Linked DNA regions of Mus musculus: regions 2 and 3 are each linked to region 1. Evidence: chromatin contacts called from public ChIA-PET and Hi-C data. All regions are on one chromosome and are shown on one strand. The core of a region is the stretch at or near the end of the contact, and the rest is flanking DNA. Distances in the headings are between cores, read along the strand shown. Region 1 has its middle 18 kb from the start of Gm10190. Region 2 overlaps Cdkl4 (cyclin-dependent kinase-like 4). Region 3 overlaps Cdkl4 (cyclin-dependent kinase-like 4).

Region 1 (3,221 bases), core at 354-2,853:
TGACTGGGACAGAGGCTCAGGGCCCCTGGTGCTCGGAGGAGGGAGGGCCCGCATGGATGCCTGCAGTGCTGACTCCTGGCATGTATTATCGAATGGATTCTAGGCCTTCGATCGGGTTTACTAACTGTAAGTAAGATTAACACTGATGTTGGTGAGATTCGCCTTTCTGCTTTATAATCAAAAGTAAGTGCTAGGTCATCGAAGAGGAGAGAGAGCCTTACGTCGCTTCCGTTCTAAAACAGAACTAAAGAGGCCTTCTCCACATTTGAGCCTGAATTTCTGCACCTTTGATAGACTACAAATCCTGAAAAGCAATTTATGGCCACACTAACCTTTTGGGACCTTTAATAGCTGGTTTCATTGCCTTGATAAGTGATTAAGAAATGTAAGATTCCCAGTGGCAGAGTAAGCAAGTGTGGAGCAGACCTGTCTATTCTGCTTCTAGTACTCCCTGGGTGAATGACTGACATGCGCAACACAATGTCTTCCACAAAGCACTTGACACTTTTTTTTTAAATGGCAAATAAAAGTATAAAGGATGAGTCTGCTTTAGAAAACTCTAAAGAGGTTGGCTGTCTGTCCTGACATCCTATGATTTGATTCAGTATGGCTTTCTGTGCTGTTTATCACTATGCAGATTGGTTTTGAGTGACCTTAAATTATAAGCATTTGATAAGAGCCCATTTGACTATTCAGCCACAAATAAATATTGGTCTTACAGAACTGATGTTAGAACATAGGAATGAAGAAAAATCCATTTCATGGGATTTACGAGCTAGTATAAATATGTAGACAATATTTTATAAGTAGAATATTGTACATTAAAAATGTAACTACAGGGCAGTGGTGGCGCAAGCCTTTGATCCCAGCACTTGAAAGGCAGAGGCAGGCAGATCTCTGAGTTCAAGGCCAGCCTGGTCTATGGAGGACAGCCAGAGCTACACAGAGAAATTCTGTCTTGAGAAAACAAACAAAACAAATGTAACTGTTATGAAGAGAAAAGAGGACTGGTGAGTAGAAGTGTGGAATTTAACTGTAGTGATTAGTTAGCCTCATAGAGGTACACAAACCTTCCAAGAGGTGAAATAATGAGACATCTAAGTGGCTCAGGCAAGAGCCAGTTCAATAGTTCAGAGGCAGGGGCATCCTTGGTATATCTGAGAGCACCGAGGCTGCTAGTGTAGGTGAGAAATGGATATGGATAGACTATAAAGAGGTGCCACTGGGAGTTAAGCACTGAAGATCACTTAAAGCTTTAAACGCCATTGTCATCATTCTTAGAGCCCGTCCCCAACCTGGGCATCACCGCTCCAGGGAGGACTTGAATGGCCTTTCACAGGGTCACCTAAGACTACTGGAAAGCACAGATATTTACATTACAATTCATACAGTAGCAAAACTACAGTTAGGAAGTAGCAACGAAAATGATTGGCTGGGAGTCAGCACATGATATTAAAGGCTTGCAGCAGGCGCAAGGGTGAGAGGCGCTGACTTGGGTTGGGGCTGAAGCATTGGCAAGATCCACTTTACACTCACTGTGTGTGGGGAAGGACTAAAGTAAGAGCACGAGGGGGCGGACGAGGGCAGCGGAGCGGAAGCCAGGGCAAAGACTGAGTCGGGACCGTATCAGACCACGCCCACTTCACCACAGCCCGAACATCCTGACAGACACAAACCCAGAGCTGTCAAAGCCAACTTCAAGGCTTGAGGCCAGAGCAACACGAATGAAGATTACCACTAACTGAGGTGGGGAAGATACTGTGGGAAAGGCTTAGATATAAGTTTGAACATTTAAAAAAGTAAATCTGACATCAAAGGAAACCACAAATCCCAGAATGCTTAGCAGCCACAAGTCCTAAAGCCACTTCTGTTTCTAAATCACTGTGTGACAAGGAATCCCAACTTTACTGGAAGCATTGCTGTTTTGGGCTCTTGTAGAAACTTACTAATGGCAATGTTTTGTGAAAAAGTTAGTATAAACACTAGATAATTTTATTGTCCTAAGACTGTTATCTAAGACATTTAGTCATTCATTTGTCAGGGCTTGCAATTGATTTTTTTTCTTGAATATAAAATCAGTTTGCCAGTTAATAAGGAATACTTGCCATGTGTATGAATGTACTTTAATAAAATTTCAATGCAAAGCGCTTATTACATAGGTGACAAATTTAGGAATTCAAAATCTCAGAATAGCTAAATGTAAATGCAGCTCTGTGGACCAAGCCCAAAGTCACCCCACTCTAACAGGACTGAGGCAGTTCTGGGAATCCGGGAATCACAGTGTCATCGCTGAGATGACATAAGAAAGACGAGGTGGAAAAGCAGTTAGCCATCAGCTACCACAGAATTCCACTTCAGGAGTTTCATAAACAATCTAGCTTCAATCTCAGATGAGCTTAAACTCTTACAAAATGAAATAGCCCAGCAAAAGAACCTTAGCATTGTAACCCACACATCCCTTTCTCAGATGGTCCAATTCTGAACTCCGAGAAATAACATGCTCCTTGCGTGGGCTTGTATGTAGACTCTTCAAGGCTGCAAGTCACTCCTGGGACCTCCTAGCAGGAAAGTCTGCATCTCTGGTAAAGTGGCTTCATTCTCCTATCACCCGGATCATTTCCTGCAGACACCAGTGGTCAGAGGGCTGGAGACCAGAGGTAGAGCAACTGTCTCACCTTGACTTCATCCCTAACTCGTCATTAAGCCAAATATCACGGTCACTAAAGCCCCCACCTCCCCTTTCAGCTTACAGTGCTATCTAGAAAGATTATGGAATGCGCCAGAAGGAAACAGAGTAACCCATTACTCTTTTCATTGGAGAAGTGTTTTAGTATCAGTGAGAGTGGCATGATATCTTTAATTGGTTCTGAAGATGTCTGTATCTTCTCCTCTGATTGGCGTTTTCCTTAAACAGAAATGTGAGGGACTGAGCTGACGGTGCTGAAGTTTGGCCATATGCAAAGTGGAAGTGATTTATGAAGCATTAAAAAAAAAAGCAAGCATAGCCTTGCCCTTGAGAGGACTTGCTGTCTTAATAGGAAGGTAAGACAAATCTCAAAAGATGAAGTAGTCACACCACACAGGATCTCAGAAAGATGAGGCCTTCACGTGGATCTTAAGGATCCGCTCAGCGGGAAGAGGCAGAGCGAGGCTGTGAAGCTGACTGAGCTGGAAGGGCATGGCTCAGAGGCGGTGGAGAGCCTGGGTTAGTTGCATTCCTT
Region 2 (3,221 bases), core at 240-2,739, 170 kb before region 1:
GAGAAGAAAGAGAAAGGATAACCGTGCCTTGACCAGCAGGATGGAACAGATTATAAAGGCACTTGCCAGGCAAGTTTTACAACCTTGGTCACATCCTCAGGACCACGTGGTAAGAAAGGACCGGTACACACAAGCTGTCCTCTGACTACCACACTCTAGCTGTCACACACACACACACACACACACACACACACAATCTCACATCCGTTCCAAATTTACCGCCTTCTACACAGACATATACACCTCAGATTTATATCATATCCATACACATCTCATATATCTCATATACACAACAACAACAACAACAACAACCAGAATAAATGGAATCCAAACATTTTAAGGAAATAGTGTCCTGAGAAAAGCCGCCTTGTTCAGCGACCATGGTTTTCCCTCTCCTCTCCACCAGGTGGGGACGTTGAGCTTTGTAGTCTGCCTTGTTGCGCAATTCTTCCCCTTCACGGTGGGGTTCCGGTGAGCTAGCTAAGAAGGCAAACACCTTCCTTATTCAAGGGTATGAAAGTCCAGCCCCCTTAGCTGCATTTTACAGCCCTGTATTTTAATCATTTACTCCAGGTAATAAAAACAATAAATCGGACAAGGCTTGGTTGTGTTAACTAAATGTGGTCAGCACAGAGCCACTGTCAGAAATGACCCCAGAAGACTAGAGAGCTGTGCTAACAAAATACCATTGAGAGTTCACTTCTACTGCACACAAAAAAGCAAACATTAAAGTGTGGAAATAAACCTTGGGCCACCCAGGCAAACCATCCTGTATCCGCTTGATTAAGAAAAGTCGTTCTTATTTTCCAGGTGCAACGCTGAACTTCAAGTCGACCGGTACACTAAAATTAAGTCGCTGTAACTAAAATGGAAAAGTATGAAAAGCTAGCTAAGATCGGAGAAGGGTCTTATGGCGTTGTATTCAAGTGCAGAAACAAATCTTCTGGACAAGTAGTAGCGATCAAAAAATTCGTGGAATCTGAAGATGATCGTGTCGTTAGGAAAATAGCCCTGCGGGAAATCCGTATGCTGAAGGTAGGTCCGTCCCGCTCTGCAGGCGGCATCTGCACTCTGAAGATGCTGCGTGAGGCAGGCACACTAAAACGAGTGAGAAGAGACAGGGTTTCTCTGTGCAGCCGTGGCTGTCCTGGAACTCACTCTGTAGAGCAGGCTGGCCTCGAACTCAGAAATCCGCCTGCCTCTGCCCCCCAAGTGCTGGGATTAAAGGCGTGCGCCACCACTGCCAGGCGACAAGTCCGACTTAACTCCTGGGGTTCAGCCACTTTGGGAAGCATTGTTGGACTTTGGCTTCTGACTTTAACTGGATGTGTGAGTAGGGGGTTAAAACATGGAAGCATTGGCCTTCAGTACACCACATCCTGATTTGGAAACATCCACCCAAGTGTCCTGACCCCACTATTTACCAGATGCCTGCCTTGTCTTCTGGACATTGCCCCCACACACTTTTCCAACCAACCAGCAGAACTACAGGAGCACTTCCCTTCCCGGCAGAGAGGGGGCCCCCAGTACCGGTGGAGGTATCAACAGGACCTGCCTGTGCCTAAGAATCACCCAGCCACCTTCATGGTTTTTACATTGTTTCCTTTTGTTGCCATTGTCTTTGATGGAACTCCATGTAGAAGTTTCATGTGTTCCCAATGGAAATGTTTGCCCAGCCTAAAAATCCTTACATTTTTTAAAAGAACTTTCAGGCCTGGGGTGTGCTTCTCCAATGCGAACATCCGTGGAACCCCTAAATCTACTGAAATACAGAGTTTAGAGGTAGAGGGATCTGGGATGGGTTCCAAAGTGTCTCATTTTTAACAAGCTCCCAGGGGTGGAGACACCACTAATGGGTGAACACACGTTCATTAGCAAGACCCTACAGTTTGAAGAGCACACAGTCACTTTCTAAGTATCTCATATTATTTTTAATGGACTTTCGGCTTGTAAATGTGAAGAACAATTAGATTGTTTCTACTTTTCAAGTATCATATGCATAAGTTTTCCCCATCAGTTGCAGTTTTATTTAAAATAGAATTTGATTTAAAAAAAAAAAAAAAGTTCGATCTTAATACTTGGTCGGCAGAGGGCGCTAGTGACATTGTTGGGTCCGGCGGACATTGTTGGGCAAAGCTGCAGGATCTAAGACCAAAAAAAGCTGCTAACTTAACCTTCTCCCGCGCCCTCTCTGGTCTTTAGATAAATCTAATACTTAGATTATTGCTTGCAGGTTTACCTTCTAATTTAAAACAGCCCAAATCTAAGGGTGAACCTAAGACGCAAAGTAGCCCAAGCTTCGTCCCCTCCGCCAGGCTCAGAACCTTCTTTCCTGCCTCTTGCTGTTGCTCCCTTGCTAGCTGGGAACACATCCTCCTTTATGTTCCTCACACTCTCCTCCTATTTAACTTGGATTGGCCTTTCCTTCACACTACCCTTTACACCCCAGGCAACCACAGCACCGGCTAAGTCAAGGTCATTTGCTAAGGAGCTGTGAATCGCTGGCCGGCCCCTGGACAGTTTGGCCAGGTTACACTCGGGCACCGCGTGGAGCTGCAGCGTCTGGAAATCCCTTGTCCACCTGGCAGGGAAACGGTCCAGCTTCCAACCCGTGGTTTTGCTAGAGCTCTCTTGCAGCGCGTGTCTTGTGAAAGTACCCCTGTCGCCCTTTGACCTTCGGCTCTTTCAGTCCTGGACATACACAGAATGCAGATTGACCCGGGGCTCTGGACACATTTCCTTCCTAGTTAGAATAGATTCTCATTTCCCCAACTATTGGGCAGCAGCTGTCAGGTGATTTTGTTGTTGTTGTTGTGTGTAGGAAAATTGATCTGTTTGCTAGATATACAAGGGAAAGGAGTTACAAACAGGTGAGGTCATATGTCCTGGTTTTTGCCCTAGCTTCCCATGTAGCTAATACCCCACCACTCTCAGAGGTGAGCTACTGTGAACCCTAAACTATCTGGTCTCTCTCGGCAGAGGCAGAGTAGCCATGTTAGCTAGCTTGACTACAGCTGTTCTGGTTTCTGCCTGTTACACTGACTTCTACACTAAGATTTTTTAGTAACCCAGGGGATAGGTTATCAAACTTCATTAGCATTTTACTTTTGGTTTACAATATTGAACAAGGGGCTGGGGAAATGGCTCAGCAGCTAAGAGAGGACCTGGGTTTAGTTCCACAACTATCTAAAGTCTAATTCCAGGTGATCTGATGCCTTCTG
Region 3 (3,221 bases), core at 525-3,024, 130 kb before region 1:
CAGTCCAAGGCCACGCTGGGCTACACTTCTCCAGGCATGAAGGTCCGTGTTTGTATCAAGGGGCAGGAAAGGAGAGTCCAAGGTCAAGGCCAGCCGAGGCTGCATAGTGAGTTGAGGCTCTTCAGCAAAAGAAAAGCAAACTAATAGGAGTCGTTGAAGGTAGCCACCGGCCATTTCTCTAAATATCATTCTGCTGAAAAGGGGGCTTAGTTTAGTTTAGAATGCATTAATGTATGTAGAAGCTGGGCTATTTCAGATTATTTGAAATTGTAGCTATTGTTAATTAGCACTTAATAACTAACTAGCATTATGGTAGTCTAAACTATTAGAGTTTACTACAAAGAGGTTTTGATTGAATTATATTAAACATATAATATGGATTTTAAAAATTTAAGATGTTTAAGAAAGCTATATAAAGATTAAACATTTTTGTGGCTGTATATTTGTGTATATACCTTGGTTGTTCTTTAAATTATTTTAATAAAAGCCAGAAACATTTCTGTCTCCTAACTTTTATTCAAATCAATGATTAGTCTATTACCTAATGCTTCATACTTAACTGAGAAAACTGTCCCCTCTCTTTGTGATTTCCACCTTGTGTTTCCAACAGGTTGCAATATCTGAACAGCTGACTCAGCAAACTGCTCTCGAGGGGATTTTTACAAATGGGAAACTAGCAAAAGCTCTCCCAGGCTGACCAGCCAGACACTTAGTTCTGAGAACATCTTGACAACTTTAGCTTTAGTAGCTTCGCAACTTTGGCTGCAAGAGTCTTTCTATTTTATTTAACAGCATATTTCTCTGCCCCGGTATAGTCCTACAGAATGTAGCATGGTTGTGCATCTTTAGTTTCAGCTTGCAGAGTGCTTTGTGTGGGCTTACAAAGAAGAAACAAACTCAAGACCAAATACAGAGCAGCTATCAAAGAGAGAAGCATTTGTGGTGAGTGAGGTAGTGTCAAAGCTGCCTCATTTCTTTTCTCTCAAATTAATCTCTCTGCTTTCTGTGTATGAATGACTGTGTGTGTATGTGTGTTCATGTGAGTGTGTGCATATATATGCATGTGTGTACATATGTGTGTGCATATAAGTATGTGTGCATGTGAATGTGTGTGCATGTGTGTTTGTGTGTGTGTATTTGTGCATGTGTGTGTGTGCACACATATTTGTGTGTAGTGTATACATGCACATACCTGTTTGTGTGATATTCACCCAGTGGGGGCATGTGGAAGTTAGAGATGAGAGATATTTCTCAATCCTTTCTCTACATTATTCTTAAACATTTATCTATTCATCTGTACATCCATCCATCCATCTATCTATCTATTCTTTGCCATCAAGAAGTGGTGGCCCCTTTATCCCATCTCACATCCAACCAGGATGAAGCCCTGACTTCAAACCCCAGTACTGGAAAAAAAAGAAGAGTATTATATGAAACAAAAAGACAATTGTGTTAATATGCTTTGTAATCTAAGAAGCTATATAAGTATTAATTATTCTCAGCACCCTCTAAGACTTAAAATTTTCTTTAACTACACTTGTTTCTTTAATATATGGGGAGAGGCATGCATGCTCAGGTGTGTATGCGGAGGTCAAAGGTTAACTTAGAACCTTAGCACAAAGGTGGAAGGGTGTGAAGGAAGATTTGGGGGGAAGGGGAGAGAAGCAGCAACAGCTAGCTTACCACTAGAAACAAGTCCGTGCTGGTTACCTGCGTTGAAGTCACTGTCTGGGATCGCTACCATCCTCCCTCCACTTCAGAGTAGAAGCCGCTTTCCCACTTCTACATAGTTTGCGGGGCAGCTCAGGCACACATCCGGGCACCATAGAGTCTCAGGTCTCTCCACTGCAATTCAGCGGATTGTGTTTTGATTTTTGTTGTCTGTCCTTTGCTGCTGCTGCTGCTGCTGCTGCTTTGTTTTGAGACGGGCTCTCTGGTTGCCCAGTCTTGAGTTTGCTCTGTAGACAAGGCTGGCCTAAACTCCTAATCCTCTGGCCTCCACCCCTAATCCTCCAGTGCTGGGATTGAAGGTATTCATCACCCCACCAGCTCTTTTGAACTCTTTGTGGCTTGAAGTTGAGCAAACCCAAAACTAATTATGACCTACTAAATGGCTAGCCTAAAAGAATTTTTTAAAAAAATTGTCCCAGCATTCTGCTTTAAATATGCTACATGAAAGTCTATCTCAAGAAAGAAAAAAAGTGGGGGTTGGGGAGAAAAGAAGAAAGGAAAGAAGAGAAGAGAAAAAAAAAAGAAGAAGGAAGGAAGAAGGAGAAAGATGAAAGGAAAGGTTTAAAAATGTGTAGAAAACAACAAAGCAAACCACCCAGCCAGAGCTAACTGCAAAACCACCGCGCAGCTCCTAGATAGCTTTTGTTTTCTCAAAAATGAAAGTTAAAGTTTTTTTTTTTCTTTTGTAAAAGCAACCATTTGAAGAACAGGAAACCCCTGGATTCACAGGGGTGACAACTAACTACTCTGTATATATTTTTTCCAAATATTTTCTCACAATCTCTCTCAAGAAATTATCAAATTAAATGTTTAATGAGTGTTTTGTCTAATCATCCTTTAATAGTGTTTTGCAGCTGGATTGAGTATTTTACAAATTTTCTATGATGAGTGTTAAAAATAGCACTGGCTTTTCTTCTTCCATAAATAATATTATTCGTGGGCAATCTGAAAAGTATAGATAAACCCAAATTAAAAAAAAAAAAAAAAGAAAGAAAGAAAAGAAAAGGAAGGACCAAAGAAAACCAATGTAACAAAGAAGAAAGTCTCACTCATGACTTCCAGAACTAGAGAGAATAATGGCTGTTTATATTCTACACATGAACATTTTAATCTGTTTGTACAGACACCTGTGTTTCACAGAAATAAAATTACACTGGCCATAGCACCTTAGCTATACCTCTTGTCACTTTGTAATACTGTGAATATTTAAATCTATTACATAATGGCAGCTAGAGAGACTGCTTAGTGGGTAAGAGTATTTGTTGCTCTTGCAGAGGGCTTGTATTCGTTTCCCTACCACCCACATATTGTCTCACAGCCATCTATAACCCCAGTTCCAGGGGCTCCAATAGGCTTACACGTGGTACACATACATTCAGGTAGGCCAAACATCCATATACATAAGGTAAAATAAGTACATTTAATTTTAAAATAAGTATTCATAATTTTATAGGCATTCAGTTATTACCGGTTTTTGCTTTTTAAATCGA

What was found. Hi-C and Micro-C count contacts between places; a contact is called where the count stands out from the background. ChIA-PET counts read pairs in DNA pulled down with a chosen protein or histone mark.
Region 2: a contact with region 1 is called in a Hi-C map of bone marrow-derived macrophages, with 29 read pairs. The contact joins two enhancer-like sites. A contact is called at or near these places in 1 of 39 promoter capture datasets (hematopoietic stem and progenitor cells), 3 of 15 datasets of contacts at CTCF or cohesin (the NIH/3T3 cell line, large pre-B cells and pro-B cells), 51 of 484 Hi-C or Micro-C datasets (the 63-12 cell line, B cells, the C10 cell line and 31 more), 22 of 115 datasets of contacts at active chromatin or transcription factors (CD8 T cells, the HPC-7 cell line, bone marrow-derived macrophages and 13 more) and 4 of 9 other capture datasets (adipose tissue, embryonic stem cells, liver and 1 more).
Region 3: a contact with region 1 is called in an RNA polymerase II ChIA-PET map of memory CD8 T cells, with 9 read pairs. The contact joins two enhancer-like sites. A contact is called at or near these places in 2 of 115 datasets of contacts at active chromatin or transcription factors (effector CD8 T cells and memory CD8 T cells) and 1 of 9 other capture datasets (adipose tissue).

What each region holds. Positions count from the first base shown.
Region 1 is chr17:80,390,228-80,393,448 of GRCm38.p6, reverse strand. It overlaps a transcript of Arhgef33 not described here. Among named protein-coding and RNA genes, the nearest start is that of Gm10190, 18 kb to the right of the region's middle. Within about 2 kb of position 1,603, at least 67 of the 459 cell types and tissues checked have an H3K27ac peak or open chromatin away from gene starts, as enhancers often do. A contact at or near this core is called in B cells, CD8 T cells, bone marrow-derived macrophages and 3 more, where this site is marked.
Region 2 is chr17:80,558,164-80,561,384 of GRCm38.p6, reverse strand. It overlaps Cdkl4 (cyclin-dependent kinase-like 4), which reads left to right. Exons shown (of 10, transcript NM_001360143.1): 2 at 811-1,035. The coding sequence starts at 868. Among named protein-coding and RNA genes, the nearest start is that of Cdkl4, 18 kb to the left of the region's middle. Within about 2 kb of position 1,489, at least 36 of the 459 cell types and tissues checked have an H3K27ac peak or open chromatin away from gene starts, as enhancers often do. A contact at or near this core is called in B cells, CD8 T cells, bone marrow-derived macrophages and 2 more, where this site is marked.
Region 3 is chr17:80,520,839-80,524,059 of GRCm38.p6, reverse strand. Cdkl4 (cyclin-dependent kinase-like 4) reads left to right here. Exons shown (of 10, transcript NM_001360143.1): 10 at 1-510. Among named protein-coding and RNA genes, the nearest start is that of Sos1, 42 kb to the right of the region's middle. Within about 2 kb of position 1,774, at least 29 of the 459 cell types and tissues checked have an H3K27ac peak or open chromatin away from gene starts, as enhancers often do. A contact at or near this core is called in memory CD8 T cells, where this site is marked.